6 separate regions of the Mus musculus genome follow, and regions 2, 3, 4, 5 and 6 are each linked to region 1. Evidence: chromatin contacts called from public Hi-C, HiChIP or PLAC-seq, Micro-C and promoter capture Hi-C data. All regions are on one chromosome and are shown on one strand. Each heading gives the region's core, a stretch centred on a gene start, on an enhancer-like site or on the middle of the called end of the contact. The rest is flanking DNA. Distances are from core to core; before and after follow the strand shown. Region 1 holds the start of Bola3 (bolA-like 3 (E. coli)). Region 2 holds the start of Nagk (N-acetylglucosamine kinase). Region 3 holds the start of Tex261 (testis expressed gene 261). Region 4 overlaps M1ap (meiosis 1 associated protein). Region 5 holds the start of Dok1 (docking protein 1). Region 6 holds the start of Pcgf1 (polycomb group ring finger 1).

Region 1 (3,027 bases), core at 245-2,744:
TTTTGAGACAGGGGCTCTCACTGGCTTAGAGCCCAGCATGTAGGCAGGGCGGCAGGCTGGCAGGCAAGCCCAGGGATCCACCTGTCTCGCACTCCCAGGATTGGGAGTTCAAGTATGTGCCCCCACACCTGGCTTCTGTTCTTAAATTTTTATTTTTAACTATGTGTATGTGCGTGTGTAAGAGTGTGTGCACATGGATGCAAGATCTTCAGAGGTTGGATGAGGGAGGGTATCAGAGCCCAGGACCTAGGGTTACAGACAGCTGTGAGTGGACTGACATGGATGCTGGAAACTGAACTGGGATCCTCTGCAAAATCAGGGAGCGCCCTTATCCACCATCTCACAAGGGTCCTAGGGTCACTCAGCCCATCCTTGTGATCCCTTTACCAACTGTGCCATCTCCCCAGCTCTCTCATTAGCCAATCTTAAAGGACAAGATGGAGTCTGTCCCTCTAGAGCAGCATCCCAGAGCTGATCCTCAGGCAGGTCCTCTGAAGCAGCGAATGAGCAGGTGAGAGGCATGGTCACTGGACATTAGGCCAAGATGCCTAAGAGATGGCTGAGATGCGGGCCAGGGGAAAGGTCTGGAGTTAGATGGTCTGTGTGCCGCACAAAGGAACGAAACCACGAGGCTGTGAGCCTGGACACATCTGCAAGGTTTGCCAGTGGGATTGCTCCTGAGATAGAAGCATAGCTGGAAGAACGGGATGGCAATGTAAAATCACTAAGAGCTGCAGAGTCCTCAAAGGAGGCGATCATCTTAGCACACCTATCCAGACTGACAAAAATCACACATGAACTGCCCTGGGCGTCCGTGCAGCAACAAAACTCCTCATGTTGAGTGATAGATTCAAGACCAGCAGGCAAATAAGGAGAGGTGGATGGGGGTAAAGCTAATGATGAGACTGTAAAGGGGAGAAAGAATGGGCTCTGTGGCTTACTTTATTCCAGGAGTTAGGAGGGATGTCATAAGTTCTAAGCCAGCCAGGGCTATAATTCGAGAAGCGGTCTCAAAAACCAACAGGGGTTGGACGAATTAGGAGAGCTCGCCCTGTGCTGGGCTTCTACTCTAGCCGGCAGGCTACAGAGAGTCAAGGTCAGAGGCCTGGTAAGCATACAATTGTAGGGTACAAGCTCGTCCCGAGTGCCCAGGACCAAAGCCAGGACTCGGGGCTATGACACCTATGTTTTCCTGTACATAAGGCAGCCTTTCCCAGGGTCTCTGTACTGTGACTGGTTATGGAACTGTCTCCCGATCCGCCTAAGTCCAGTAGCCCCCAGCACACCCGGTGCGATGCAGAGGGCAGGAGTGAATGAATGAGAACAAGGAAGGACCTCGGCCCTGCCCCGGGTCCCCAGCCTGACAACAGCCGCCCGAGCTCCCCCGCAGCTCCGCCCGAGCCCCGCCGGCTCACCCCGCGGCTCCCGCGCAGCAGAGGCGCAGCGGCCGCCGGGCCCCATGCCGCCATGCCCGGCGACGCAGCCCGAGGTCACGGTGCAGCCGGAAAGACGCGGGCACTGTGTCCAGAGTCGCCGCCCAGGCCGAGCCCGCCCCCTGCCGTCCGGAGGCCGCACCCGCACCACGGTCGCCACCCGGAACCGGCCGCACCTGCAAACATGGGCGTTCCCCGTCCTGCCTTGGCCTGGCTGCCACTGCAGGGTCCCCTAAATACCCCAGGTCGCACTCCTCCGCAGCCAGAACCCTGGGGTGCACAGAACAGGTTGCCCTCACCCCGAACATCCCAGTCAGTGCTCTGGGAAACTGGCTTCTTTCCTGATTGGAGTTGCTGTGAAAGTCTCAAGCCACCGGAGTCTTGTGTTCTAGAAAGGGCGGAGACTTTGTGAGGGGGCTGAAATTGGAGAGGGCAGACTGCTGCAATGGCCACTTGCCTGGGGATAGGGTTTGGCGGGGTATTCCAGGAGGGGTGGGAGTGGACATTTGTTTTGGATTTCTCTAAGTTCCAGGAGACACAAGTCACCACAGGCATAGTACGGCACCTCTAATCCCAGGGTTGTTTTGTGTTCAAAACCAGTCAGGGCTAAGGTGAGTGCCAGGCCGACTTTAGTTTTTAGTTCCTATCTCAAAACTAAAATGTGGTAGCTAATGCCAGCACTGGAGAAGCAATGGCAGGTCAGCCAGGGCTACACAGTGAGACCCTGTCTCAAAATCAAGCAAACAGAAAAATAAACCCTCCAGAAAAGGTAGGATTGGGAGTGCACTCCACGAGGGCTGAGTAACCACCAACCAAACCTAACTGGTTTACAGTGGGAGAATAAAAGCCCAAGTTCCATTAAGTCCTTGGCTTCTGCAGTAGTAACTGTTTACAGCCTCACATCTGGTGTAGCCTGCAAGAACTGTCCGCCTTTCGTCACTGCACCTGTGCCTATGCAGTCCGTAGCTATTGTGTGGCTTGGACCTAGAGTTGTTCTTTAAAGTGACCAATTAAAGTAGGCTTATTTATAGGCCCAGCATGGTGGCCCACACCTTTAATCCCAGCACTCAGGAGGCAGAGGCAGGTGGATCTCTGTTAGTTCAAGGCAGCAGGTTCAAGGGCAGTAAGGACCACATAGAGAAACCCTGTCTCGAAGCTAAACAAAGTGTTCATCCCTCCCAATGTTGAGTGACTCCTGTTACTAGCCCTCATCTCCAGATTACTTGATAGGCTTGATTCCTTAAACTTTATGGTTAGTGTAACTGGGAATAATTTATTAGCTGTTAAGTTTCCTCTTTTATGCCAAGAACACAATCAAAACTGTTTAAAATGTTTTCCAGCTGTATAGTGGTCCCTCTTTGCTACTCAAAGCACATGATCACATGAGCAGAACTGTAACTAGATGGTGATTGGTTTAACAGGTCATATCATCTGAACCAGACCAATGAGACACGGCTCCTGGACTTGGCAGGAACTACAGAAATTATGACTTACCGATGTGTTGCTCTGCTTGTAGAAAGCCTGGCACTGAGGGCAACCAGCATTGCCACCAAATACTTAGAGATGTACTGGCAATGAAGCGGCCACAGAAGAA
Region 2 (3,027 bases), core at 293-2,792, 450 kb before region 1:
GCTTCTCATGAGCTCCACTGGCTCCAGAGTGATGACCTATCCTCCTAACCTATCGTGAGCATGGCCCAAACGACTTATGGTAAATACGTCGGACGGAATAAGCAGACCTCTCACAACAGCTAAGGGTTACTTTGAGGACCTATCTTCTGACACCAGGGTCTTCAAGACACCTGTGAGAAACTATCACCAGTCAGGGAGAAACTCATACTGCCTTCAGCAACTAAGCCCTCCTGAGTTAAATCCCTGGGGTAAGTGGTACTTTAGAAGAAGGGTGATACGTGTAGGAGGATGTCCTACTGACCAATACTTTTTGTTGTTGTTGTTTTGTTTTGTTTTGTTTTTTTGTTTTTCAAGACAGGGTTTTTCTGTGTAGCCCTGGCTGTCCTGGAACTCACTGTGTAGACCAGGCTGTCCTCGAACTCAGAAATCTGCCTGCCTCTGCCTCCCAAGTGCTGGGATTAAAGGCGTGCGCCACCACCGCCCGGCTCTGACCAATACTTCTTGTAATAGACAATAAAGACTCGATCCAACTCAAAGAGTAGTACATCAAGAGTACATCCGAAGGGATATTAATGCATGAGACAGTAGATTAAAAATCCAAATTAATTTCTTGACAAACTGGGAAAAATAAGTTCTACCTTCCATATGAATATAACAAGGCTAAGTGCAAACTCCTACGCTGTGCTGAGGGTTTTTCCTTGTAAGGTATCATAAATAAAGCCAGGGGTCATCCGCTTTCGCAATTCACGGGAAGAGACTTCCGGGTAAATCAGCAGCAAGCAGCTAGGATACCAAATCTTCCTATCAGGTCCTGATTTGACACACCCAGTTCCACAAAATGCTTGTCACGCGCAGGGGACCGGATAAACCACCATCTTGCTCACTCTTGTCCTTGCCTTACGTCTCACCCAAAGCCATGCTTAGTAGAGCTACTTCCCAAAGTCAAGCAGACCAGCTTCTAAGCAGGAGAATATAGGAACCAAGGGCGTTCGGGGCCGACAGCAGTGGAGGGTCCGGAGCACCAAGATAAGACAGTGCTCTGGTGACAGCTGCTTAACTCCCGGGTTCCCTTGTGCATGAATCTCAGTCTCAGCTTCTGCCTCTTTCCCACGTCCACCCGCGACCGGCAACTTCCCACCTGACCCCCCAGCTCTGCACAACTCTCCAGGTTGACACAAGAGCCCTGTGGCAGAAAGGTGATGGCCGGGAGGGGCGTGGTCGCACCGTGGAGCACAAAGGCACCGGGCATGGTGTGGGCCGCCGCCCCCTGACCCGCCGCTCCCGGACGGACAGCCTTCGGCCGATCCAGCGCTCACCCTTCCACGCCACCATAAAGCGCGGCCATACTACCGTTGCCACCGCTGGTCCGCCGTAGCAACCTCGACCCTAGCCGTGACTTCGCTCCCGCCCACACGGGCACCGCCCCTTGTCATGTGACTACGACGCGCTTGCGTAGGGTGTGGATGCTACGTCCTCTCTCGCCCCTGCTGTCGCCTCCCGCAGCTTTCCCCTCCGGTTTTTTCTAGCCCGCCGTTCAAGTGACTGCTTCGCGAGGAGGCGGCACCCCAGCTGAGGCTCCTGGGAGGGTGTGTGAGGGCTGCCAAGGGCCAGCCGGAAGTAGCTGGCAGACGCGCGCTAACTGTGGGGTGCGCACGCGCAGACGCTTTTGGAGGCAAGCTCAGAGTCTGGCGGATGTGTCTGAGGACCAGGGCGGGAGCCAACGTCCAGACCACCCCACCCTGGCTCATGAGCGCACACTCTACCTTGTGCTGAGTACGCTGAGCAGGTCTCAGTGAGGCCCCAGGCTGCTGTCAGCTGAGGTTTGTGCGGCGGTGAGGATAGAGCCCAGGGTTTCATGTGTGTCAGGCTAGCGCTCTACAAGTGATCTGAGTCCAACTCTGTTCTTTCTGGACTGTATCTCGTCTGTATAACCCAGACTGGCATGGAATGCAATGCTGGCTCAGCATGCTAAAAACTGGCACTCACAGACCATATTTCACCTTCTGGCCACCACCTGCTCAACTCTAAACTGTGCAGTGGAACTGGAGGAAGAGAGGAAGATACCGTTAGGTCCTGTAGAAGAGTGACTCCTGCGTGTTTCCTCAGGCTCCAGGTTGTTCCAGCCCTACTTAAGAGGCAGCTTCAATAGCCAGGAGGACTGTCTGCTGCTCTTGACATTTCTTTGAGACTTCAGATGGAGTCTCCTTGGGGCTAGCATGTCTCTGTCCAACCTCGGACCTCTGAGCCTGCCTCCTGTGGAGAAATCTTGAACTGGGATCCTCTTTCCCTGTCAGATAATTGGGTCCGGTTGTGTTTTGATGTAAACAGTTGGGAAGGTGGGCACACAGAGCCTCATATATCCCAAACTCACCTCAGACTCTGGCTGAGGATGACCTTAAACTCCTGATTCTCCTGCCCCACCTCCCAAGTGCTAGGATGTTTTGGTGTAGGCTTGCTTTCTAAGGTTCCAGAGTGAATGAATTCTTTACCTCCTTTCTTACCTATGTGACTCAGTAAAGCACCAAATAATTCAAGAATAGAAATAACATTATTGCCTGATAGAGAAACTAGAGGGAAGTGAGACATTACCATTCACAGTACTTCAGAGCTGGAAAATGCTTCCTCCAACAACATCTTTAGAATCAAAGATAATTCCATAGGATTCTGATTGAATGGAAGTTTTGGCAAGAGTGTGATGTTGTGGGTGAATTCTGATGGAAAAGTTCCCTTTAGCACTGGTGTAATGAGTCTTGGGATCCATTTGTGACAGCGCTGATGTGCTTTTGTTCTGTTGTTTGAATCTTTTTGTAATGAGATTGCAAGTCACCAGGACTGGCCCTACACTCCTGAGGTGTCTGAGGCTGTCCTTGAATCCCAGTCTTTCTGTCTCCACCCCCTAAATGCTCGGATGAAAGGACCACACTGCCCTCCTGGCTTTGCATTACTTGTTTAGAAAGGAATACAGAGAGAAAGTTTGGTTTAAAGACAAGATTGACTTCTGAATTTGGGTGAGAATTACTGTAATCG
Region 3 (3,027 bases), core at 346-2,845, 430 kb before region 1:
GGTCTACTAGGGATGGTTTACTGAATGCCACATCCCAAGACTTATTGAGTCAGGCTCAGGAGACAAACCATGACTCCAAGTTAAGATCCTCCAGGGTTGTAAAGCCCCAAGCCGCAAACATCTTGTGCCATGTTATTTCACCAATCAGGATTTAGGGATGGGGAACTTCCTTAGGAAGATGTCTTTGTGTACACTTGTCCTGCTCCCATTGGTTAGGGTATTCAACGGCTGCAGGGAACTTGCCTTTGTCTAAAATTCATGTCTTAACTTGTCTACCAGGATGGGACTTGTTTTGACTAAAATTCATATCTTAACTTGTTAACCAGGATGTCAGCTGCCCACATACCTGTCTCTCTCTGCCAATTAGGAAGTCAGTTCCCAGGGAAGTCTTGGGAACTTAAACTTTACTTGACCCCTACTCAAAATGGAGGGGGGGTCTTATTTTAAATAGTTTCTTATATCTCTTATGTTGGGGTTCATCCCAGGGGCAGCTTATAACAGCAAATCCCATAAAAGCTTATAGTCAGGTGCAGAAAGTATTGTTGGATGGTCACTTCAGACCCAAACTTGCTGTGAGTAACCATGCAAAGCATTTCTATTTAGATTGGTTTCCCAGGGCACAGAACAAAACAGAATACATAACCAATCCTGGCATTAGAAAGTTTCCTAGTAACAGTAGAAACATGAGCAAGTTTCCTTATAATGGCAGGCTGGCCAGGTGACAGTTACCTAGGCCTTAATATTGTACCTAGTCCTTAACATATAATATCTACCATTCCAGCACTCAAAACTACTTAGTGTCACCAAGGCCAGCCTGGAGGCACATAAGGCTGTTTCAAAAAAAGAAAAGATCTTTGCATGATGTTTCTACACCTTTAATCCCAGGATTTGGGATAAAGCAGAGGCAGGCTGGTCTCTGTGAGTTCAAGGTTAGCCTGATTTACATAGCAGGTTGCAGGACTACATAGAGACCCTTAATCAAAACAGACAAAACCAAAACCAAAGTTATATTTTGCCCTAGTACGGAGACTCCACACATCTGAAACCCTACCAATTGAGAGCTGGAGATGGGAGAGTTGACAGTTCAAAGGCCAGCCTGAGCTATGAGACCCTCCCTTTCTGAAAATAACAAACAAAAAGTTTGTTTGAGATAAGAGGCTTGTTGGCACTCTGAGCTTACCTGTGTCAGCCACTAGGTGGTGCTCTCTCAGATGATTACCTGCGGTGTCGCAAGTACAGTCAGTGCTTAGCTGTTGCTTTAGTCCCCACGCAAAAGTGAAGACCTGCATTGCAAAAGACCTCAGCCTAGAGGGAGAGTTAAGGCTGAAGGTGACCATTTAAAGGCACCTGGGATTCCAGATTATGCGGCTTCCTAGTGTGTGACCTGAGAGAAGGGAATCTTCCTCTCCCAGAAAATTAGGATCCAAGGCTGTGCGGAGCAGGCTTGAGCCAGGATTGGTTCCAATCAATCTGGGCTCTGTGTAGGCGCTCCGTACCGGGTGCAGCGCGATTTCGATCCTCCGAGCCGGTTAGCGGCGCTCGCGGGCTTGGCGGGGGCGCAGGGGCCGCGGCGCTCCGCCCTGCTCCTCTCGGCGTCCTCTGGGCGGGGACAGCACGGCGGCGGCCGCTCAGTGTCGCGGGAGCCGGACCGCGCAGGCCCGTCCCGGCGGCCCGGGGGGCGCCATGTGGTTCATGTACGTGCTGAGCTGGCTGTCGCTGTTCATCCAGGTGGCATTCATCACTCTGGCCGTCGGTGAGAGCGCTGACCCGGGCCGCGCGCGCCCCGATGCCCCGAGCCGCCAACCGCTGCTGCTCTTTGCAGCTGGGCGCTGACGACCCCGAGCTGGTCCTACTGGACCTCTGCGGAACCTTCCGGTGGGGATGCTTGGTTCCCGAGACGCATCCTTGCTCTTGGAGCCCTGAGCTCCCTACTCAGCCTGTCCCCTCCAGCTGGGACAGGGGGAAGGCCCCTGTCTGTCTCACCCGGCTGTGTGCTAGTGTACAGCACCCGGCCTGTAAACTAAGTGTTCTGCAGGTGTTGATTGACGAGTGAAGTTTAAGGTTCCCGGAACAGAGGTTAACTTTATGCTGTGCGGTCAAATCCAATATTTCTACAGTTGTCTTGGCAAAGTTCTATCTACTTGTGCAGATGAGAAGGACATCCCAGGGGTGCTTTGGCTTGTTCCCGACTTCCTGGAGTCTGAGGAGGGTTGGTGGGGGACTACAGGATGAGCAGGCTGGTGGGAGTGTCCCTGGCTGATCTCTTCCTGTTTGTCCCCCTCCCTCTGGGACCCCCTTCTCCTACCCAGCGGCTGGACTGTACTACCTTGCAGAGCTGATAGAAGAGTACACGGTGGCCACCAGCCGAATCATCAAATACATGATCTGGGTAAGTGGCCGCTTTTCCCTGGAGTAGTCACCCAGGGCTTGTTTGCCCTACATCAGAAACAGGAAGTGGGGACTGTTTGAGCTGGGGCTGTTTTGGTGCTGAGAACCCAGGATCTGAGGGTGTCCCACTTGCTTCCCTGCCCTGCAGTCTGCACTCCTGGGTCCAGATCACCCCTGGCCCTCCAGCCTCAGGTGGCATAGTTTCACAACCTACTGCCATTCCTTAAGGTGACAGTGCAGATATTTCATTGATAGGTATTCATGGCTTCGCTTTCCTGTGTCTGTCTCACAGTGTCCACGGTCTCTAACACCAGGTCCCCAATCCCAGCCCAGGCTTAGAACTTATAGGGACAATAAGGACAGTTTGTAACGCTTAGTTAGCTATTGCCCTCTCTCCACTCAGTGTCATTTGTCCTAAGGGAGAATGTCCAGCCCTTTCTCTTCCCTCATGGAGGTTTCTTTTCCTGAAGACTTGGTCCCTGTCCCTGTTAGAGAGGCTGTGAGGAAGACTGAGGTGCGGGGGGGGGGGGGGGGGAGGATACCTTTGGACAGAAAAGTTCACCTTTCAGTCGCCTAAAGTCTGCAGCTACTTTCACTCTCAACGTAGCCTGGGGTTGTAGTTTGTGGTAAAGACAGGGC
Region 4 (3,027 bases), core at 291-2,790, 350 kb after region 1:
ACAACATTGAAAAGGGTTTTCTAAAACTGTACAGCTAACATGGAATGGCGAGGCCAAGGAAAAGTAGTTCTGCTGAGAAGAAGGGGATGAAGCTGGGTGTGGTGGCCCATGCTTTACCCAGCATGCAGGAGGCAGAGGTAGGTGGATCTCTGTAAGTTCAAAGCCAGCCTATTTTACACTGAGACTTCCAAGTCAGCCAGAGAAACACAGTGAAACTGTATCTTTTAAAGAAAGGTCAAAGAAAGAAATGAAGGAGAATTTTTTTTTTAACAGCAAATATGCTAAAGCTAGACCAGAAGATAAGCGTGACGCTATGCACGAGGGGGGCGTGCAGGCCTCAAGGTTTTGCTGTAGCTTTGCTGATGGTTTCGTCACGGCTTAGAGGACGGGTAGGGAGAAAACTCATCAGAAATGGAACACTAAGAGAGGAAGCAACAAAGATTCAGGTTCCTAGATGTGTCCCAGCGGCAGAGATGTGGATGTCACCTCTGTTCTTGTGGATTACCGCAGTGACAATTCCCTCTCTAAAATGTTCGGCTTTTCCATTAGTTCTGAGGTTGGGAAGCGACATGTCTGAGGGTGCAGGCAAAAAAAAAAAAAAAAAAAAAAAAAAAAAAAAAAAAAACGACTCTGAGGAACGGGTTCTTGAACGCAGCACGTGTTGTACAATGGAGAACGCCCTGCCTTGTTCTCCAGATGAGTCAGGCAGGCAGTCTTCTCAGCACTGTCCATTGTTAGTGTTTCTAACTTTTTAAAAGTTTATTTCATGTATTTTTGTGTGTATAGGTGTTTTTTGCCTACGTGCACGTGTGGGGGACCATGTGTGTGTGGTGTTCACAGAGGCCAGAAGATGGCAGTAGATTTCCTGGAACTGGAGTTACAGGTGGCTGTGAGCCACCTTGTGAGTGCTGGGAATTGTTGGCACTCAAACCCGGGTCCTCCAGGAGAGCAGCCAGTGCTTGTCACTGTGGAGCCATCTTTCCAGCCTTCATTTCTCACCTCCTAACTCACACACTCTGGGGGAGAGTAACAGCAGAGTTTTCTTGTTTGAAGAGATTCTCGTGTCATCCCCACAGAGGTGCTGGGCTTCAGGTTGGAACCTTGATTCTGCTGTCTCAGAAGAAATGGCATCCTTTCAGGGACAAGCACTGGCTGCTCCTCCTAAGGGCTCAGGTTGAATTCTATTGTCACCTCCTCGTGGAGCCATCACTCTTCAGAGACTCCGCCTTCCTCTTCCTCTGTGATGGTCCAGGGCGCTCCTCCCCATTGCCCCCGTTGACACCCTGGTTTTTCAAGATCCAGTTCAAATGCCACCTGTACCTGTCCTGACCCACCCTTCATGTGTAGGTGATGATGGCGAGGCAGATAGCTCATTGTATAGTTTGTGTTGTCACACATTTGATCTTCCCCATTTAAGTGCAGGCTTCTTTTCATGTCCATCCTGCCCCATCCCCCAGCTGGGGCCTTGGCAGAGGCCTGTCACTCCCATTGCTTTTCCTGTGACCCTTCTGCTTCAGCTAAGTTAGTCTCCTTGTCACGTGACTTCCTTCCTTCCTTAGGGCTTTTATTACTCTGTTAATCCGAGGCCTTGCACCTCCTCCAGCCTTTGACTCAGAACGTTGTCCAGGAGCTGTGCTCATATGATCTTTCCTTGTCTGCTTTAATTAGTAACGGAGGGGTGCTTGTGAGCTTCATTGTGCAGTATTAATCATACTTGTTAATTTATTTCTGTTGAAGGCTTTATTTCCCCGAGTTTTTGAAAGGCAGTGTGATTTAGTAGCAAGATCAGGACTTGAGCTGTGCCTGGGATGTTGTTAGTTGTGTGTTTTTGGGAGCAGCAGGGACACTAGAACCTATTTCCTAGTTATCATAACACACTACAGTGTACGTTGTTTAAGAACAGCATGCAGTAGGTCAGCCACTGCCTTCATCCTCCCGTTCCTCTTCCATTTCTTTATCTTTCCCTCCCTTTCTTGCTGTCACTCTGACATGAAACAGGGTCTCACATGGTCCAGCTTGGTCTCAAACTCATTATATAGACAAGGATGACCTTGCCCTTCTCATCTTCCTGTCTCCACTTCTCAAGTTGTGGGGATGATGAGGGTTGGCATTCACCACCACACCATAGTTTATGTGGTGCTGAGGGTCAAACCCAGGGCTTCATGCATGTAAGGCAAGCATGCTAGTAACTGTGCCACACGCCCGGCCCTTCTACTCTTCCCTACTCTCATGGGCAGAAAAAAAAAGGTACTTTCCTTTTTCTTCAAACTGTGTTTTGCTAGGTCATCCTCCTTGGCTTCTGCTTTCCTCTGGGTTAGAACAGCAGCGCCCACTGCAGCATTGCTCACAAACATAACTAAATGTGCTAAACGGGAGAGCTGGGAAGGAGATATTGTTCTTCTTAGATAATACTGAAGCATAGCTCCTCCCAGAAAGCAAGGCATTACGCATCTGATGAAACAGGCCCCTTGACGCGGTGCCGCTCGAAACTACAGCTAACCATTGGAACAACCTTGCCTGAGTCCCTGTAAGCCATAGGAGGTGGCATCCACAGTCTATGTGTGGACTTATTCTGCCCCCTAGTGGCCACAGCAGTGACAGCCTTCACTTGGATTTATTATGAACTGCCACGTGGGTGCTGGAGGAAGTGTTTCGCTGGGAATGGGCTTGAAGAGCTTAAGGACTGACCCGACAGCCAGCTTGCTCTTCTTTTCTTTGTGTTTGTGGCTGAAGCTCTCGGCTTCCTGCTCCTGCCGGCATGCCTGCTGCCATGCTATTCCTCACCATTGTAAACTCAGCCCCCTGTGCACCATAAGCCCAAACAAACTTTCTTCTCTAAGTTGCTTTGGTCATGGTATTTCATCACAGCAACAGGAAAGTAGCTATTCCTCTGAGCTGGAAATGATAGTGATGGCTAGGCTGAGAGCCCACTGGATATGAAATAAGGACACTGGTCACCTAGAAGCATTGCAGACTTTTAAGTGCCATGCAGCTCTTGGGAATAAAGATTAAAAAGTTGCTGCTGAG
Region 5 (3,027 bases), core at 240-2,739, 320 kb after region 1:
GAGAAATGACAGCAAGACCCATGCAGTTAGACAGACAGATGGCATCACAGGCAAGGGGAGCCTGGGAGCCCAGCCCTGGAAATCTCAGCACTATGAATGAGAAGACTCTTCAGTTTCCTATGGGGGCAGATGCCCATGCAGGAAGGGCCGAGGCTAACCGGAGTAGGAGAACCTTCTGCCACCCTCCCTAGCACATGGGCTGGCAAATATGCTGCAGGGTCAGGGACTCCAGGAGACCTAGGCTTCAAGCTGGGCAGGGTTTGGTATGGAGTTATCCAAGCTCCCTGGAACACCTCTTTTTCTGTCACTGGGCAACCAGAAGCTAGGGCTAGCTCCCCAGCTCAGGCCTTCTCTATCCGAGGCTGAAAACAGTCCTCCACAGTAAGGGGGGCCCTCCATTGCTTCCCCCAACTCAGACAAGACAGCTTTGTTCTGGGGGCATTTGGCTCCGAAGCCCTGGTGTTCAGCGTAGGGCCTGCAAATTGCACCCTGAAGCCTCCATCCCCAACAGTTTGCTCAGCTTTCCACTCTTCTGTTTCGCTCCTTGACCAATAATAAAACTGTCAGTTGGTTGGCTTTCCCGACTCCATCCCAAATCAGCGTTTCTCCTGGTCCACCATCCTCTCCATCCCCAACTCCTCTTCCCGCTGGCCAGCAGTAACTCCCCTACCTTCGACTAGGCACAACTCCAGAGGCTGGAAGCAGAGTCCTGGTCCTGGAGATTACTTTCAGGACTTCTCAGAAAAAAAGTGTTCGGCCAGGGGAGACTGGACCCCCCCTTCCTCTCCCCTCTTCGTTGGTCCCTCCCACGTCCCCTAGAGCCCTCCCACATTCCGCTTTCTCCCTCCATTCCGGCCAGGCCAGTTCCCTCCTCTAGATCTTCCCCTCCCCTGTGGAGCTGGCTGCAGCCACGCCACCCCCTCCCACTCCTCCCGGCTCAATGAAGCTTTCTTTTCCCGCAGGTTGGAGGCCCGGCAGCCGTATTCAGGGTGCTTGACTTGCAAACGGTTTCGGGACAGCAGGACGGCCCCTGTGGCAACGGGAAGCTTTCCAGCCCGTAGCCGTTCCTCCACATCCCCAACTAGACAGAGTATCAACAACAGTCCAGTCCAATTCCCGGGCTGGGCCATGAGAAAAGGTCCCACAAAGAAAACTATTGTCCCGATGGCTCCCTTGGTCATTATGGCGCCCCCGAGGTGCCTGCAGGTGATGTCACGGCCTTCACTCTGATGTCACGTTAAACATATGTCGTCACTCTCAGCTTCCACCCCCCAGGCACTAGGGCCCCTGGTTGGTGATCACCGCTTCCCTGAGTGGTGCCACTGTGTGCACCACTAAAGATAAAGGCTTTAGTGAGCTCTCCCTGAGTTCTTCCTGATGGCTCGTTTTCCTCCAAGCCCTCCGCTCCCCCATCACCGCCGCAGGGGCCGGGGAGGGGCGGGCACGCCTCCGGCACCCTGCAGCCTCGCCCCGCCCCGCCCCGCCCCCAGCCCTCCGGGCCAGGAAGCGCGGAAGGAATCGCCTGGGCCATGGACGGGGCTGTGATGGAGGGTCCGCTTTTTCTGCAGAGTCAGCGCTTCGGGACCAAGGTAGTTTGTTTGTGGCGTGGGGGATGGCGAAACCCCTCTGGACTAGAAGTGGGTGAAAGAATCCAGAAAGAGGGAAGGGGCCGGAAGAAGGTCGGAACGGCGCGCGGGCAATTGTAGATCCCCAAGACGTTCCCTTAAAAGTCTCGGGCTGTGCCCTCCTTGGTGCGGTCTTGGGATGCCATTATCTTTGGGAAAGTAGCTCAGCCTGGGAAGCCCCAGACTCAGATCGGCCTTCATGGGTCTCTTCTTCCTTGTGGGGCGCGTGCTACCACCGCGCACTCTCGAGTCTTTCGTTCTTTCCCAGAGGTGGAGGAAAACTTGGGCTGTGCTTTACCCAGCCAGTCCTCACGGCGTGGCGCGGCTGGAATTCTTTGATCACAAGGGGTCGAGCTCTAGAGGGGGTCGAGGCGGCTCTCGCCGTCTAGACTGCAAGATGATACGCCTGGCTGAATGTGTGAGCGTGGTGCCGGTGACTGTGGAGAGTCCCCCTGAGCCCGGCGCTGTTGCCTTCCGCCTGGACACCGCACAGCGCTCGCACCTGCTGGCGGCGGACGCCGTATCCAGCACCGCCTGGGTGCAGACTTTATGCAGAACCGCCTTTCCGGTGAGTGACTGGGGGTGGGCATCTCTGGGCTTAAGGGACACTGCGAGGATGGAGCTATTATAGAGGCACTGGACTTCTTGCACCTACCCTAGACCCAAGAGAATTATATATAATTCTTCCATGTTCCCTTTTCTGCAGAAAGGCGGCTGGGCTTTGGCGCAGACGGAGAACCAACCTAAGTTTTCTGCCTTGGAGATGCTGGAGAATTCGCTGTACAGCCCCACCTGGGAAGGTAGATGTCTGGCAGGAATGGAGTGGGTTGAAGAGGTGCCCTTGGGGAGCTAGTGATTGGAGTCAACCGAGTCCCTAACTTGCCCCAGCGCTCCTTCTCCTTCGTATGTGTTCTTCCAGGATCCCAGTTCTGGGTAACCTCGCAGAAGACCGAGGCTTCTGAACGCTGCGGCTTGCAAGGCTCCTACATACTGAGGGTGGAAGCTGAGAAGCTGACTCTCCTGACTTTGGGTGCGCAGAGTCAAATCCTGGAGCCGCTCCTTTTCTGGCCCTACACTCTGTTGCGTCGCTATGGCCGGGACAAGGTGCATGGGGCTGTCTGGGAGGATGACCCGTCAGGGAGGGCTACCAGGTTGAGTAGCTGTAGGTGACAATTCCATTCTCAGGTGGTCTCTTCTGTGCAGATACAGTAACTTGGTCAGGCCTGTGACTCATTTTTTATGACACGCCTAACGTGTTTCCCCCACCCCCTCAGGTAATGTTCTCCTTTGAAGCTGGTCGCCGCTGCCCCTCAGGCCCTGGGACCTTCACCTTCCAGACTTCTCAGGGAAATGACATCTTTCAGGCAGTTGAGGCTGCCATCCAGCAGCAGAAAGCCCAAGG
Region 6 (3,027 bases), core at 251-2,750, 270 kb after region 1:
CACTTTTCTTGTCTCCTACCTAGCACAAGCACCACAGCACACTTTCTTCAGGGGAGCAGACACTCCCTCACCCTTCCCCCCAAGTCCCTTAGCATCTGGGTCACCAGTAGTATCACTTCACGCAACCTCTGACCTGCCCCTCACCTCAGCCGCTCCAGGCATAGGCTCAGCTGTTCATCATATCGATAATAGTGGGCTTTAGAGTGGTCAAAACTGCTGAAGGGGAGGCCAAGGTTGCTCAGGGCTGGCTCTGAGGAAAAGTAGATATTGAGGAGGCTGGTACAGGTTCCATACCCTCTTCTCCCCAGAGAGCAAAACCAGGCAAAAGAGATGCTCTGAGGGCTTTAATTGCCCCCCTCCCCCAAATGAGCACCAAGGACATACCTTCACCACTGGGCTGGGAGACTCTGTCTAAGCCTCGGGACTGATAGAATTCCCGAATCCGTTTCTCTTCACCTAAGGAGGGGTGAAGGGCAGCCATATTAATTCTCTTTGTTTTGGCTGTTGACCTCTTTATCTTTGTATTTTTTTGATTCCCAACAAAACTGTTGGGAACAAAACGTCAAGGTGCCACCCAGCATTAGAGTCAGGAGGCCCCACAAATATAAGGTGGCCACTCACTGTCTTGCAAGCCTGGCACTAGCTTATACACTATGTCCTGCATGACCCGATCCAGTTTGAGATTGAGCAACGGCTGCGTCTCGTGGATCTTGATGTTGCACATGGGGCAGTACTTGCTGGTTTGCAGGTACTTCACGATACAACTTTTGCAGACTGTAAGAGGAGAAACGAAGATGCTCAGGTCCCTTGGGAACCCGACACATGGGACAGGCAGCACAGAGGCTGGCAGCCAGCTTGGAAGAGGAGAGACAGGATCCGGGACACTCACAGGTGTGGAGACACTCTGTGATGGTGGTGGCATCCACGAAGTAGCCCGCGCACAGGCAGCAAACGATGTGTTCATTCAGGTCTTTGATCTTCACCCGGACCTCCTCCTGTGGACACACCCTCAGTCACTCCCCACTGGTCTTGCAAGCCCACCCCATCTCACCTTCTGCAATTCCCAGCAACAGAGCAGTTTGTTATTGGACTGGGTCGTCTGGCCCCCGAGAAGAGACGGGGGAGTGAGCTCCCCCTTCGCCCAGCAGAGGGCTCCGCGCACAGCGGGTGCTCTCTTTTCGCGGACCCGCCTGACTCTCTTTTTTCCCTCGGGAGACCAGACGCTGTCGGAGACACAACGCGCAAGCGTCCAAGTCCAGCGTTTGGCAACTCGGCCAGAATCGCGCGTGCGTATCGCGCACCCCGTGGCTGCGCAAGCGCACTGGGCGCCCATCCCGCCGCCACCCGTCCTCTCCTTCGTTTGGGTTCACACAGCTAACGGACCCCAGCAGTCATCCCGCTGCCCCTGCACCTCGTTCCGTAGTGGGTCCATCTTGTACACTGACTGGAGCTGGTTCCGAAGCCTCATCGCGATCGCAATCTGGCCCCCCTGAGGAGACGCCATCTTAAAGGCTGATCCCAGCCCGCCACTTCCGGTACCGCCTGCGGGGCGGGACTTGTCTCCTAGCAACGAGGGCCTCACATTCTCCGGATTGGCTAGTTTTCCGGCACACCCCGCCCTCGCCCCCTCTTTAGCTCCCCGTGTGCTCACCTGAGCCCGCTGCCCCCCCAACAATCGGTGGTCGTTATGGAGGGGGGTTGAGTGAAGCAGGGTCTCTGCGGTGCACGCTCCCACGGGCGTCCTTCCAACGGCGCGCACACAACCTCTGGATCAACTTCGGTAGCTTGTGCTAAGAGAGCCTGTGTGCCCTGGGACCCCGAAGCCGGGCTATCGCCCGCCGCTACAGCTCCGGAGTGTGGGAGTCCTGGGACCCGACCTCGCCTCCGACCCGGGGTCCTCTCTATACAGTGCAGTCCTGCTCCGCTGCGGCGTCCGCGTTGCGGAGCTGCGTCCCAGCCGCGGGCCTTCTCCCGTCTGCGCCGCGGGAGTTTTTTCCGGGCTCGCGAAGTCTGGGAGAGGGTGCCCTGGGCGGGGTGGAGAGGGAGAGACCCCCCGGGGAACCGGGAGCTCTTACTCCCCACTCTCTCCCTGCTGCCGAGGATGGGGAGAATAGGCCCTGGCTAATGATGATGATTTAATCATCGGCGCCTGCGGAGGCCTGGGACAGACTAATGCAGAGCAGATGCCGAAGGAGGAGGGGAGGATTGACAGCGAGGAGACTTGGGCAGCGAGTGCCTGCAGTAGCATAGGCCCGGGCCCGCACTTGGGGAGGACACAGGGGTTCCCGGGTCTGGTACACTGTCATCACTGGGTCCCTACGGCGGAATTTTAAAAGAATAAATTTACTCTGAAGCGTTATTAGCATCGAGTACAACTGGAGATTCGAGTGAGAGGGGAGAGACTGGCGGAAACTTGAAAGGCTCTCTGGAGAAAATTGGGACTCTTGTGTGGGCATGATTGACAAATGGATGCACGAGAGGTATAAATGTGATGGAAATAGAAAAAAAAGGCAGTGTGAAGAGGAACGACCAAAGAAACAGGTGTGGATTGAGAGCCCCAATGGAAGGAATGGGGTCTAAAAGAACTGGAATAATTAGGTTGAAGGTAACAGGAACCTCACAGAAAGGAGTGTATGTCTGTTACCCCATAAGTGGTAGTACATAAGCGTCAGGAAAGTATTAAAGACTTGTTAATCGACTACATACAGCTATGGTTTACCTTCCTGGCCCAGGCCACCTAGTCACCTCTGAGCCACTGCAGGTCTTGACTGCTTGCCCATGTCTATATCGTTCCCTCTTTAGACCTTTCTTCCCACAGCATGGCAAAGTGATTCTGATCATAGGTTACAAAGAACACACGTTTTTGATGATGTGTTTCTCATGTTGATGGTGGTGCTAGTTTAGTGGACATGTACATGGGGCAAAACCAATTACAGTATACACTTTAAATACTTGCAACTTGCAGCGTATCATAAATTAGACCTCAAGAAAACTGTTAAAAGTGAGTTCCAGCTGGGCAGTGGTGGC

What was found. Promoter capture Hi-C pulls out the DNA fragments that hold promoters and counts their contacts. Hi-C and Micro-C count contacts between places; a contact is called where the count stands out from the background. HiChIP or PLAC-seq counts read pairs in DNA pulled down with a chosen protein or histone mark. Capture Hi-C pulls out chosen DNA fragments and counts their contacts.
Region 2: a contact with region 1 is called in a promoter capture Hi-C map of pancreatic islet. The contact joins the promoter of Nagk here to the promoter of Bola3 in region 1. A contact is called at or near these places in 1 of 39 promoter capture datasets (embryonic stem cells), 2 of 484 Hi-C or Micro-C datasets (LSK cells and embryonic stem cells), 5 of 115 datasets of contacts at active chromatin or transcription factors (embryonic stem cells, forebrain, memory CD8 T cells and 1 more) and 4 of 9 other capture datasets (adipose tissue, embryonic stem cells, liver and 1 more).
Region 3: a contact with region 1 is called in a promoter capture Hi-C map of embryonic stem cells, with 4 times the contacts expected there. The contact joins the promoter of Tex261 here to the promoter of Bola3 in region 1. A contact is called at or near these places in 2 of 39 promoter capture datasets (both in embryonic stem cells), 5 of 484 Hi-C or Micro-C datasets (the G1E-ER4 cell line and embryonic stem cells), 9 of 115 datasets of contacts at active chromatin or transcription factors (the 230-238 cell line, bone marrow-derived macrophages, embryonic stem cells and 4 more) and 3 of 9 other capture datasets (adipose tissue, embryonic stem cells and liver).
Region 4: a Hi-C map of cortical neurons shows a contact between it and region 1, with 4 times the contacts expected there. The contact joins the enhancer-like site here to the promoter of Bola3 in region 1. A contact is called at or near these places in 9 of 484 Hi-C or Micro-C datasets (the G1E-ER4 cell line, the N1E-115 cell line, cerebellum and 5 more).
Region 5: an H3K27ac HiChIP or PLAC-seq map of embryonic stem cells shows a contact between it and region 1, with 5 read pairs. The contact joins the promoter of Dok1 here to the promoter of Bola3 in region 1. A contact is called at or near these places in 3 of 39 promoter capture datasets (the C10 cell line, hematopoietic stem and progenitor cells and hippocampal neurons), 1 of 484 Hi-C or Micro-C datasets (embryonic stem cells), 3 of 115 datasets of contacts at active chromatin or transcription factors (bone marrow-derived macrophages and embryonic stem cells) and 3 of 9 other capture datasets (adipose tissue, liver and pancreatic islet).
Region 6: a Micro-C map of embryonic stem cells shows a contact between it and region 1, with 3 times the contacts expected there. The contact joins the promoter of Pcgf1 here to the promoter of Bola3 in region 1. A contact is called at or near these places in 7 of 39 promoter capture datasets (the 3T3-L1 cell line, the C10 cell line, the HPC-7 cell line and 3 more), 1 of 484 Hi-C or Micro-C datasets (embryonic stem cells) and 3 of 9 other capture datasets (adipose tissue, liver and pancreatic islet).

What each region holds. Positions count from the first base shown.
Region 1 is chr6:83,347,943-83,350,969 of GRCm38.p6, reverse strand. Bola3 (bolA-like 3 (E. coli)) reads right to left here and starts at 1,494. Exons shown (of 4, transcript NM_175277.5): 1 at 1,416-1,494. The coding sequence starts at 1,469.
Region 2 is chr6:83,793,572-83,796,598 of GRCm38.p6, reverse strand. It overlaps Nagk (N-acetylglucosamine kinase), which reads right to left and starts at 1,542. Exons shown (of 10, transcript NM_019542.2): 1 at 1,317-1,542. The coding sequence starts at 1,345. It also overlaps the pseudogene LOC665004.
Region 3 is chr6:83,774,380-83,777,406 of GRCm38.p6, reverse strand. It overlaps Tex261 (testis expressed gene 261), which reads left to right and starts at 1,595. Exons shown (of 6, transcript NM_009357.2): 1 at 1,595-1,753; 2 at 2,310-2,389. The coding sequence starts at 1,684. Gm52907 (predicted gene, 52907) reads right to left here and starts at 1,472. Exons shown (of 2, transcript NR_168047.1): 1 at 1,181-1,472.
Region 4 is chr6:82,996,389-82,999,415 of GRCm38.p6, reverse strand. All of the region lies in intron 4 of M1ap (meiosis 1 associated protein), which reads right to left. Among named protein-coding and RNA genes, the nearest start is that of Gm32644, 25 kb to the left of the region's middle. Within about 2 kb of position 1,540, at least 234 of the 459 cell types and tissues checked have an H3K27ac peak or open chromatin away from gene starts, as enhancers often do. A contact at or near this core is called in the G1E-ER4 cell line, the N1E-115 cell line, cerebral cortex and 3 more, where this site is marked.
Region 5 is chr6:83,031,933-83,034,959 of GRCm38.p6, reverse strand. Dok1 (docking protein 1) reads left to right here and starts at 1,489. Exons shown (of 5, transcript NM_010070.4): 1 at 1,489-1,589; 2 at 1,894-2,193; 3 at 2,332-2,425; 4 at 2,545-2,729; 5 at 2,900-3,027. The coding sequence starts at 1,530. Loxl3 (lysyl oxidase-like 3) reads right to left here and starts at 755. Exons shown (of 14, transcript NM_013586.5): 1 at 671-755.
Region 6 is chr6:83,076,863-83,079,889 of GRCm38.p6, reverse strand. Pcgf1 (polycomb group ring finger 1) reads right to left here and starts at 1,500. Exons shown (of 9, transcript NM_197992.1): 1 at 1,412-1,500; 2 at 890-995; 3 at 622-774; 4 at 385-456; 5 at 145-250. The coding sequence starts at 1,468.